Regions from separate parts of the Rattus norvegicus genome. Here region 2 is linked to region 1. A link is a contact called in public Hi-C data. All regions are on one chromosome and are shown on one strand. The core of a region is the stretch at or near the end of the contact, and the rest is flanking DNA. Distances in the headings are between cores, read along the strand shown.

What was found. Hi-C and Micro-C count contacts between places; a contact is called where the count stands out from the background.
Region 2: a Hi-C map of prefrontal cortex shows a contact between it and region 1, with 2.6 times the contacts expected there. The contact joins the enhancer-like site here to the promoter of Apln in region 1. A contact is called at or near these places in 3 of 12 Hi-C or Micro-C datasets (Schwann cells, frontal cortex and prefrontal cortex).

The regions. Positions count from the first base shown.
Region 1 is chrX:132,089,068-132,093,272 of GRCr8, reverse strand. It overlaps Apln (apelin), which reads left to right and starts at 2,027. Exons shown (of 3, transcript NM_031612.3): 1 at 2,027-2,433. The coding sequence starts at 2,367.
Region 2 is chrX:132,178,169-132,182,373 of GRCr8, reverse strand. It overlaps Xpnpep2 (X-prolyl aminopeptidase 2), which reads right to left. Exons shown (of 21, transcript NM_057155.4): 8 at 2,033-2,134; 9 at 1,302-1,383; 10 at 790-985; 11 at 31-120. Among named protein-coding and RNA genes, the nearest start is that of Xpnpep2, 12 kb to the right of the region's middle. Within about 2 kb of position 2,038, at least 4 of the 93 cell types and tissues checked have an H3K27ac peak or open chromatin away from gene starts, as enhancers often do. A contact at or near this core is called in prefrontal cortex, where this site is marked.

The DNA of each region.
Region 1 (4,205 bases), core at 778-3,277:
ATGCATATATGGCTTGAGCAACTAAAAAAAAATGACCAGTATGACCAAGGAACTGAAAATTTAACTTTGTTTAGAATGAGATTAGTATCTATCATATTGGAAAGCAGAATTTCAACGCACTCAGCAATAGTCATCCTCATCCCAGTTAACATGCAATGAAATATGAAACTTTCTATTAAGCTTTGAGGGACACTTATTTGCATGTCACAGACTTGCTCCATCAAGAACGAGAGCTATACGTTTCCTAAGGATGACTCTGTAAGGGCCTCTTCCCAATTTGTACCCTGGAGTTGTCAGAGCAGAGACTATCCTTCCCATAAGATTCAGTACGTGTGGGTAAGGGCAGCAATGGCCTACAACAGACACATCTAGAGGACAGTGTTTCTTGTTCTCACTGAACTATTCTTTCCAGTAGGAGAGGGCAAGAAGAGAGTGACATGGTACCCATGCTGGCTGTTTAGATCTAGGGTCCCTCAACTGAAGAGAGTCTTCCTGGTCCCTCTTCTTTACAATGTGGCCAGTTGGATCACAGAACACCATCAAGAACCCTGTCTTATTCCCATCCAACTCCATTAATTTATTTGAACAGTTACTCATATATTTAAAATCATAAATTCTGAAGCCCCAGTTAGCTCTGAGGCCCTGTTCTGGGCCTGGAACTGCATTTATACAGAAAAAGGGTCACTTTCTTGTAAATGGTTTTGGCAGAGAAACTGACAACGTGTATGTATTGGAATGTTGTAACATTTCAAAGATATTCCATAGTGATATAGCCTACCTTTTCACATCTTCTGTGGTACATAGAAACACTGTCCAACGTACCTTTTGTGTATGGTTGGATGTACACATGGAGCAAACTGCCTGCCTTGCTTCAAGGTGGAAACACCTTTTGATTTAGTCTTTTAATATGTGTTGAGTGCCACCTATGTGCAGAGAGTGATATTGGGGACTTTAGAGAGATCTGGAAGATTGGGACCATTATGGTCCAATCTTAAGGGGTTCCCAGTCTGGTGCATTTCTTTGGGAGCCCCCAGGCTGTAAAAGGAGCTAAGCCTCTAGAGTAGAAAGGCAAATGGTTCCGGGGCCCTCTTATAGCAAGGAATCCCAGTTGAGTGTAAAAAAAAATTCAGCCGAGTTTGGAAGGCGTTGGGAGGCCCCCCTACAATGGGACAAACTAAGTAAAGGACAGCTCCAAGCAACAAGAAGGGGAACGCGGTAGAACCCTGCAGAATGTCTCCGAACAGTGAAGAGGAACCAGGGGGCAGTATCTCCGGAATGGGCAGAGACAGAACGGTGGCTTTTAGATTGAGTGGGACATCGAGGTTTTGCTGTATGCATAAAGAGCTTAGTCATGGAGCCAGGCATCCAGGTAGAGGGCACACGTTGGGGGACAGCGGGAGAATTAAGGGTGGTAAGCAGTGACCTAAGTTTTATGCACACCCTAGGCAGTCACCCCCAATTCTAATTCAGTTGAAGATGCAGAGGAGAAAGGAGGCGGAGTAGGGGAGGTCTTGAGCAAAGGAGCAAACCCATACTTGGGGATGCAGTGTCAAGGAAAGAAAGAACAAAGTTAGATTCAGAAAAGGAGGGAGGGTGTTGTGGGGAGTCCAAACAGGATCCTTCTCCAAATGCCCAACTATCCTGACAGCTGTTAAGGAAACCCAGGTGAGAAAGGGTTAAGAGTACCCTTCACTGCTCCAAATGTTTTTTGCGTTTGAAATCCTTCAGGTCTCTACGAACCCTCTGGACCCCGGCCAGGCAGGCATTGTCCCGGGAGCAGTTGTGGGTTGTCCGAGCAGCCGCTCAGCCTTTGTTGTGGGGCCACCTCGGGGTTCTCTCTCGCGCCCTGGATAGGGCTGCAGCATGCTTCCCGGGAGGGGGGCGGTGCGGGAGGCTCACTCCCTCTCCCTCTTCCTGCCTCCCCCCGCCCCACCCCCGCCTCCTAATGACCACATGACCAAGTGGGCTCGCGGCCAAACCACAAGCTACAAAATGCAGACCCCGAAGTGAGCAGGGAAGCATTCTCTCCAGCAGCCTGGACCAACGGGTAGTTGGGAGTCGCGGGCAGAGCACAGCTAACCACTTGGAGAGTTTTTGCTGCTGACTGGAGCCACCAAGGCCAGCTTCGCGGCGCTGCCCTGCGGCGGCAGAGGAGGCTGCACCAGAGCAGAGGCAGCGAGCAGGCTTGGGGCCGGTAGCCAGCGGTGCGGCTGGGGCGCTCACTCTCTCCAGCCAGCGGTCCGGGAGCCACGCGAGCTCCGTGCCCGCACGCGCTAGCCCCGGCTCGCGCCTTTCTTTGCGTCAGGGTGCCCGGCCTCTCCGCCCACTCGCCGGCTCATTAGGGCTGCCACGGACCGAGTTGCAGCATGAATCTGAGTTTCTGCGTGCAGGCGCTGCTGCTGCTCTGGCTCTCCTTGACTGCCGTGTGTGGAGGTGAGTGCGTGCCCTCTTGCTCGCTTGGGCTTTCTCCGGGGCTCTCCCGAGGTGCAGCCTGCGCGATCCTCTCTTTCCGCCCCACGCGCGTTCTTCCCGCCTCCGGGGAAACCCGGCGCGAGTCTTGCAGGAGCAGCCACGCGCCAGCCGCACCGGGAGGCCTATTGACAGGGCATCTGGGGCCACGGGGCGACGTGCCATGTAGGCTTTGCTTCTTCGGACAGCGCGGGGGGCTTCGTGATTATCTGGTATATCACCACTTAGCACCCCCATACTCCCGTGTCCCTCGTACTTTAAAGTGTTCCGTGCCACAGACTCACACTTTATGTCCTGCACCCTGCACCCTGTACCCCACGTGGTGGTGGTTCAGGGTTGGGGGAGAGGATGGGAGCATGTCCAGCTCACCTCGTGAATCAGTGGAGGTGGCTGACCTGAGCTGAGTGGGTCAGGACTCCATGTTGAAGGTCTCTGGGTCTTGGAGTTTAGGGGCTGCTGGCCAGTCCAGGGGCTCAAGCTACTGGGGATGATGTGCCAACATGTAGACGTGACACTTGTTGCATAGTCAGGAGCACGCTGCGGGGGCGGGGGCGACCGCAGTGGCTAGTGGATCTCAGCTGTTGCTCCTTCAGCCTCTGTGTAAGCAGAGGTATAGTCCTTAGGCAGATCTGGACTGGACAGGGCCAGGCTGGTATTCTGTACTCCAAGGTCCTGGATGATTTTGTTCCCTGCTCCATTGTGGGACACCTGGCTCCACAACCTCCATCTCTCTGGAGACTTGGCTCTTCTCAATTCTGGCTTCATCCTCCACTCTTGCCCCAGGTATAACTTTGGTCCCCGGTCTCCAGGTACCAAAAAAGAGGAAACACAGGCACTTGATCTCATAACCTCCACGCAGCTCAGGGAAGAGGACTCCCTTCACCTCCACCTGTATTAACCTCCTACCTGGAAATTCTCTGCACCGATAATCTCTTGTCTACTTCAGTCTCCTGGGTCCTTAGTGTCCCAACAGCTCCTGCTCGGTCTGCCTGTCCTCTGTGGGTCAGAGCCTCCTGGGACTGCCAGCTCCCACCTTCAGCTGCCCCAGTCCTGTGATCTGGCTGTCACGGCAGCCTGCCTGGCACAGCCGAAAGGGAAGGCCGAGACCAGGTGGACAGTTGCCAGTGCCAGGGCTGGAGTCACAAGGAGGTGAGAGTGGAGAGAGAGGGAGTGAACAGGACAGCAAGTTTCCTAGAGGAAGGGCCCAGGAACATTCTTAGTTTGACGACCCCCCCCCACCCCCCAGAACAGGAAGATGGCATACTGCCCAGGAGCCTCTGGGGTTCTAGCCAACTCTGCCTGCCTCTCTGTGTAACCACCTCCTTTCTGTGCTTTTGTTCTTTGGCATTGCCCTGAACTCAGTACATTGTCAGGCTTCTCAGGAAAGTACATTGGCCCCGTTGATGCCTCCTGCCTCCAGGTAGTCCAGTGATCTCCGGCAAGACCCTACCTAGCACTGAGGCAGCCCTCCTCCTTAGGAAGAGGAGTAAAGACTTTATCCTCAGAAATTCATGTCAGCTAAGCAATGGCCAGAAGGGAGCAAAAACTATGAATAAAGATACCACATCAGCCTGCCCCTCCACCATGGAGTTTACATAGCCAGTATGATTGGCAAGACAAGACATCCTCATCGTTCAATTTCAAGCAAACAGTCCAAGGTAGTGCCTCTAAAGAAGAAAATGACTGGGTACAGAGAGGGTACCCCAGAGGAGGCTGGACCACCTAAAGCTGCATAT
Region 2 (4,205 bases), core at 789-3,288, 89 kb before region 1:
ACCTCCCAACGGACCTCCCAAAGGACTTACATGGCTGGCTTTCAAGAGGGCCTGCTCCTTGCTGTTCTTCACAGCCTTGATTAACATCACTGGGGAGTAGGTCTCTGTCACGAGTTTTTCCTGTTGAGAACATGAACCAAAAGATGGACTAGAAGCACCGTCCAAGGTAAGTGGTGCTTTTACAAAGGGCAGAGAGGAAGTCCTAGCTAGGGTGAGACTGTAAGACTTGCTGATCTCTTTCATGACCAGGTCCTCTCCTTTGGCTGCTTTCTGAATAGGCAGGTCTTTCCTAGTTTTCTGCATATAGGTTTCCTTGATGAAAATTGTCCTGGCACTAGCAGTCAGGTCTGGCATGTTGGAGTTTCTTACACATATCAGAGTGGTTCCCAGGCCCCAAACATATACTATGGCAGCCAATGGGCTTCACAAGTACTATATCCTTGAAGTCATACAACTCTTATAAGGGCTCAACCTCATGACCATTTTAAAGAAACAGAGATCTAGACTGACTGAGCTACTTGTCCTCTTCCTCCTCTTCCTCCTCTTCCTCCTCCTCCTCCTCTTCCTCCTCCTCCTCCTCCTCCCCCCTCCCCCTCCCCCTCCCCCTCCCCCTCCCCCTCCTCCTCCTCCTCCTCCTCCTCCTCCTCCTCCTCCTCTGTCTTCCATCAATGAGTTCTAAACAGCTACACAGTGCACATTAGCTGACTGACAAGCTGGACCAATGGCAGAGGGGTCCCATTTAGACAGTTATGTCTGGAGCAGAAGGAGGCCAGTGACTGGCAAACCTACCTTTGGTATCACATCATAGACCCCATAGGTGGTATAGCTGATCCCAATCAAGATTTTCACATTGCCTGAAGCATAGGCTTTCACACCATCACGAATTTGACTGTAGTCTTCAAGTTGTACACACATGGGTAGTGTGCAGTTTGTATTCAGGTACTGCAGGGTCTCCAGGCTAAAGCGACTCTTGTTGACAAACAACCTATGTGGAGAGGGAAGACCAGGAGGGTCCTGAGTGCCTGCCTACTAGGGGGAACACATGGAATTGGAAGCATATGGGGGGTCTTTTGATTCCAAAGGGTCACAGGGAACCAACATAGAGAACCAGGGGATTAGACTTGGTTTAACTGGGACTAATAGTCAAGCGGTCAGGAACAGCTAGTGGGAAGTTTCCTAGGAGAAGTCTGGTGTGGTAGGCACCCAAAGTTACGAGTAGCCTGAAGGCTGTGACATCAGTGGTACAGGATAGGGTGGAAGCTGGAGGAGATTCACAACAGTAAGCGGAGGAGAAGCTGTACCTGATGGAAGAGTCCGTGAGCAGCGTATAGGAGTAGAAGAAGGGGTTATAGGGGATGTCACTGCTACGGAGGTTGAAGAGCCCTGGAAAAAAATTGATGGGATTTTTTGAGGTCATTCTGAATGGGAGCAGCATTTATGACACCTGTGTTCCACTATCTGTTTTGGCTTCAAGATTACTACTGACAGCAGTTTGTGGCATTTGCCTATGAATGCTTCTCAACCTTTTTAGAGATCTCAAGCTGCTGAAGAGAGCTATAGATGTCTCCTCCATAAAATGGAGAGAGGTGACATTAAGCACTAAGTATTGGGGCATCCTCCAAATGTCTGAAGCTCAGCCATAGGAATTGGGCGGGAAGTCTTCAGCCATGTGGGAACAGAAGAGGGTTACTCTGGGTATCAAAGTTGGGACTTTGAGTGGCCTAGATGACAATCAGGGTTGCTGCTGGCTTTGTGGACCTTCTTTCTCCTAAGAAGACACAATTACCCTGTTGCCCTGGCCAGTACATTTCGCAGGTAGCCTGTGGGCTTACCCACTTGCTTGGAGCTCCCTGGTTTCCTTGTTCTGTAGCCCTGAGCAGCTGCTCTCTCCCACTCTAAGCTCCCACAGACTATGACCACAGAGCTCACAGGAGCTGGTGAATATGTTGTTATTTTAGGAAAATCTCTATGTCACAAGGCCCAGGAGGCTTGGGACTACCAGACCCACTCATGTTCACAAATCCCCACTCACAGGCTGTCTCATCGAGTGCGGATAGAAGAACCCCAGTTGGAGCCATGGTGTGGTTCTGCATATAGCTTCGGATGGCGGATACTTTTTCCTGCCAAGTGCTTCCTAGAAGCAAAGGAACCCAAAGAAAGTATGAGTGACATACGATGTCTTTGGCACAGGGATCCTGAGAAAATCCCCAAGAGTAGTAGTTTTTCTTTATTGCCAGTGGAAGATATGGAGCCTTGAACATTGAACAAGTACTCTGTGATTGAACTACTCCAGCCCTCTATATTTCCAAAAGCAGTAGAATTCTATCATCAAACAAGATCTGACTTTTGTTATTCATGACTTGCCCCCTAACCCAGATGGGGGCTTCAACCACAGCCCTGCTATTAGTCATCATTGGGTGTGATGGTGAGCAAATTACTTGACAGCTCCGTGTCTCATTTTGCGCATCTGTTAGATGAGGTTGGGTTGGAACAATAGTATCTAACTCAATAGGTTTGATACAAAGATCAAATGGGTGGACATTTATAAATCCATAGAAAGGCATTTGCTAAGTCTCATATTGCTTTTTTTTTTGACCTGTCAAAAAAACATATAGAGAGAACAGAAGATTTGCTGTAAAAGAATTGCATTTAACTTGGCCCAGCAGTAACTCCAGCACTCAATCAACCAGCCATGGATAATGGACTAAGCATGTCTTGTGTGTTGTTTTAATTTTTGTACCTTCCATTTTACAGATGAGGTTTCAGACAGGTAGAATGAGTTGCTTGGAGTTTCATAGCTGAAGAGGTGCAACTGGGATTTGAACCCATATCTGTGTGATGGGCCTCACCTACATTCCTAATCTGCACTAAATTGGGCTTTCTTACTAATGCTTTCACTCTTTTAAGTGGTCTTTAAACTTTGTCCAGTGCTTTCCTTCCTAGAGTGCTTGTATCTAGGTTCCAGGTTCCAGGAGTTCAGATTTCATCTCCTTTTCTGCCTCCTGCAAGGCATTGGAAGTCTTTCTCTAGACAGTACTTGGGAAAAAATTGGCAGAATGTCATAAGCATTAAGAGTCATATTTGGGCCCAGATACAGAAATGATAACTTAATGCTATTAAAAAACTTTATGCAAATGGGTAAAACTACTCAACTAGAACCAAAAGCTTTGGGTCTGATATATTTTTAAAGTTTATTTTATTCTGATAAAACAAGACATTTTAGGGCTGGAGAGATGGCTCAGTGGTTAAGAGCACTGACTGCTCTACCAGAGGTCCTGAGTTCAAATCCCAGCGACCACATGGTGGCTCACAACCATCTGTAATGAGATCTGATGTCCTCTTCTGGTGTGTCTGAAGACAGTGACAGTGTACTCACATATATAAATAAATAAATCTTAAAAAAAAACAAGACATTTTAGCCTTCATAAAGTACACAATTCAGCTGGCTTTCAGTATACTCATAGTGTTGCACAATCATTGCCAGTATCCAATTCTAAAACATTCTCAACACCCCCAAAGGAAACCTATTAAGGAATCCCTCCTCATTTCCCCTCCTTCCAGCCCCAGGAAATCACTAATCTACTTTCTGTCTCTATGAATTTGCCAATGCTGGGTGTTTCATATAAATGGAATTATACAAGTTGTGGCTTCTTCCACTTAAAATTATGATTAAGATTTATAAGTATTACTTCGTACGTTGGCTCATGACTCTATGGGAGGCTGAAATAGGCGGATCACTGTGGGTTTGAGGCCAGTTTGGGCAATATAGTAAGTTTAACTTCAGCCTGGGCTATGGAGTGAGATCCTGTCCCAGAAACAAACCAAACCAAACCCAAACAAAACAAAACAAAACACCCAACAACTTATAACCCACAAAAGAAAGATGTGTGACTATGATCTATTTTGAGAAAACAGAATCACACACAAATGATCCGACATGTGCGTGGCTAAATTATCATGTGCCAGCCACTCCCTTGCCTTTGCCTCTCCACACCACCTTTAACACCGAGACATGGCTGGAGAGGAAAATTCAATTTTGTCTAGGCATCTTGAAGCTGAACTCTGTTCTTTGGCTTCCGGGCTAAGCTCTGACTCCAAATGGCTTTTCCTTGAAGACTAACAATGTCTCAGCGTCTCCTAGCTTATGGGAAGTGACAAAATCCACATGAATTCTGTCTCAATCTTTTAGAGCCTTTCTTTCCATT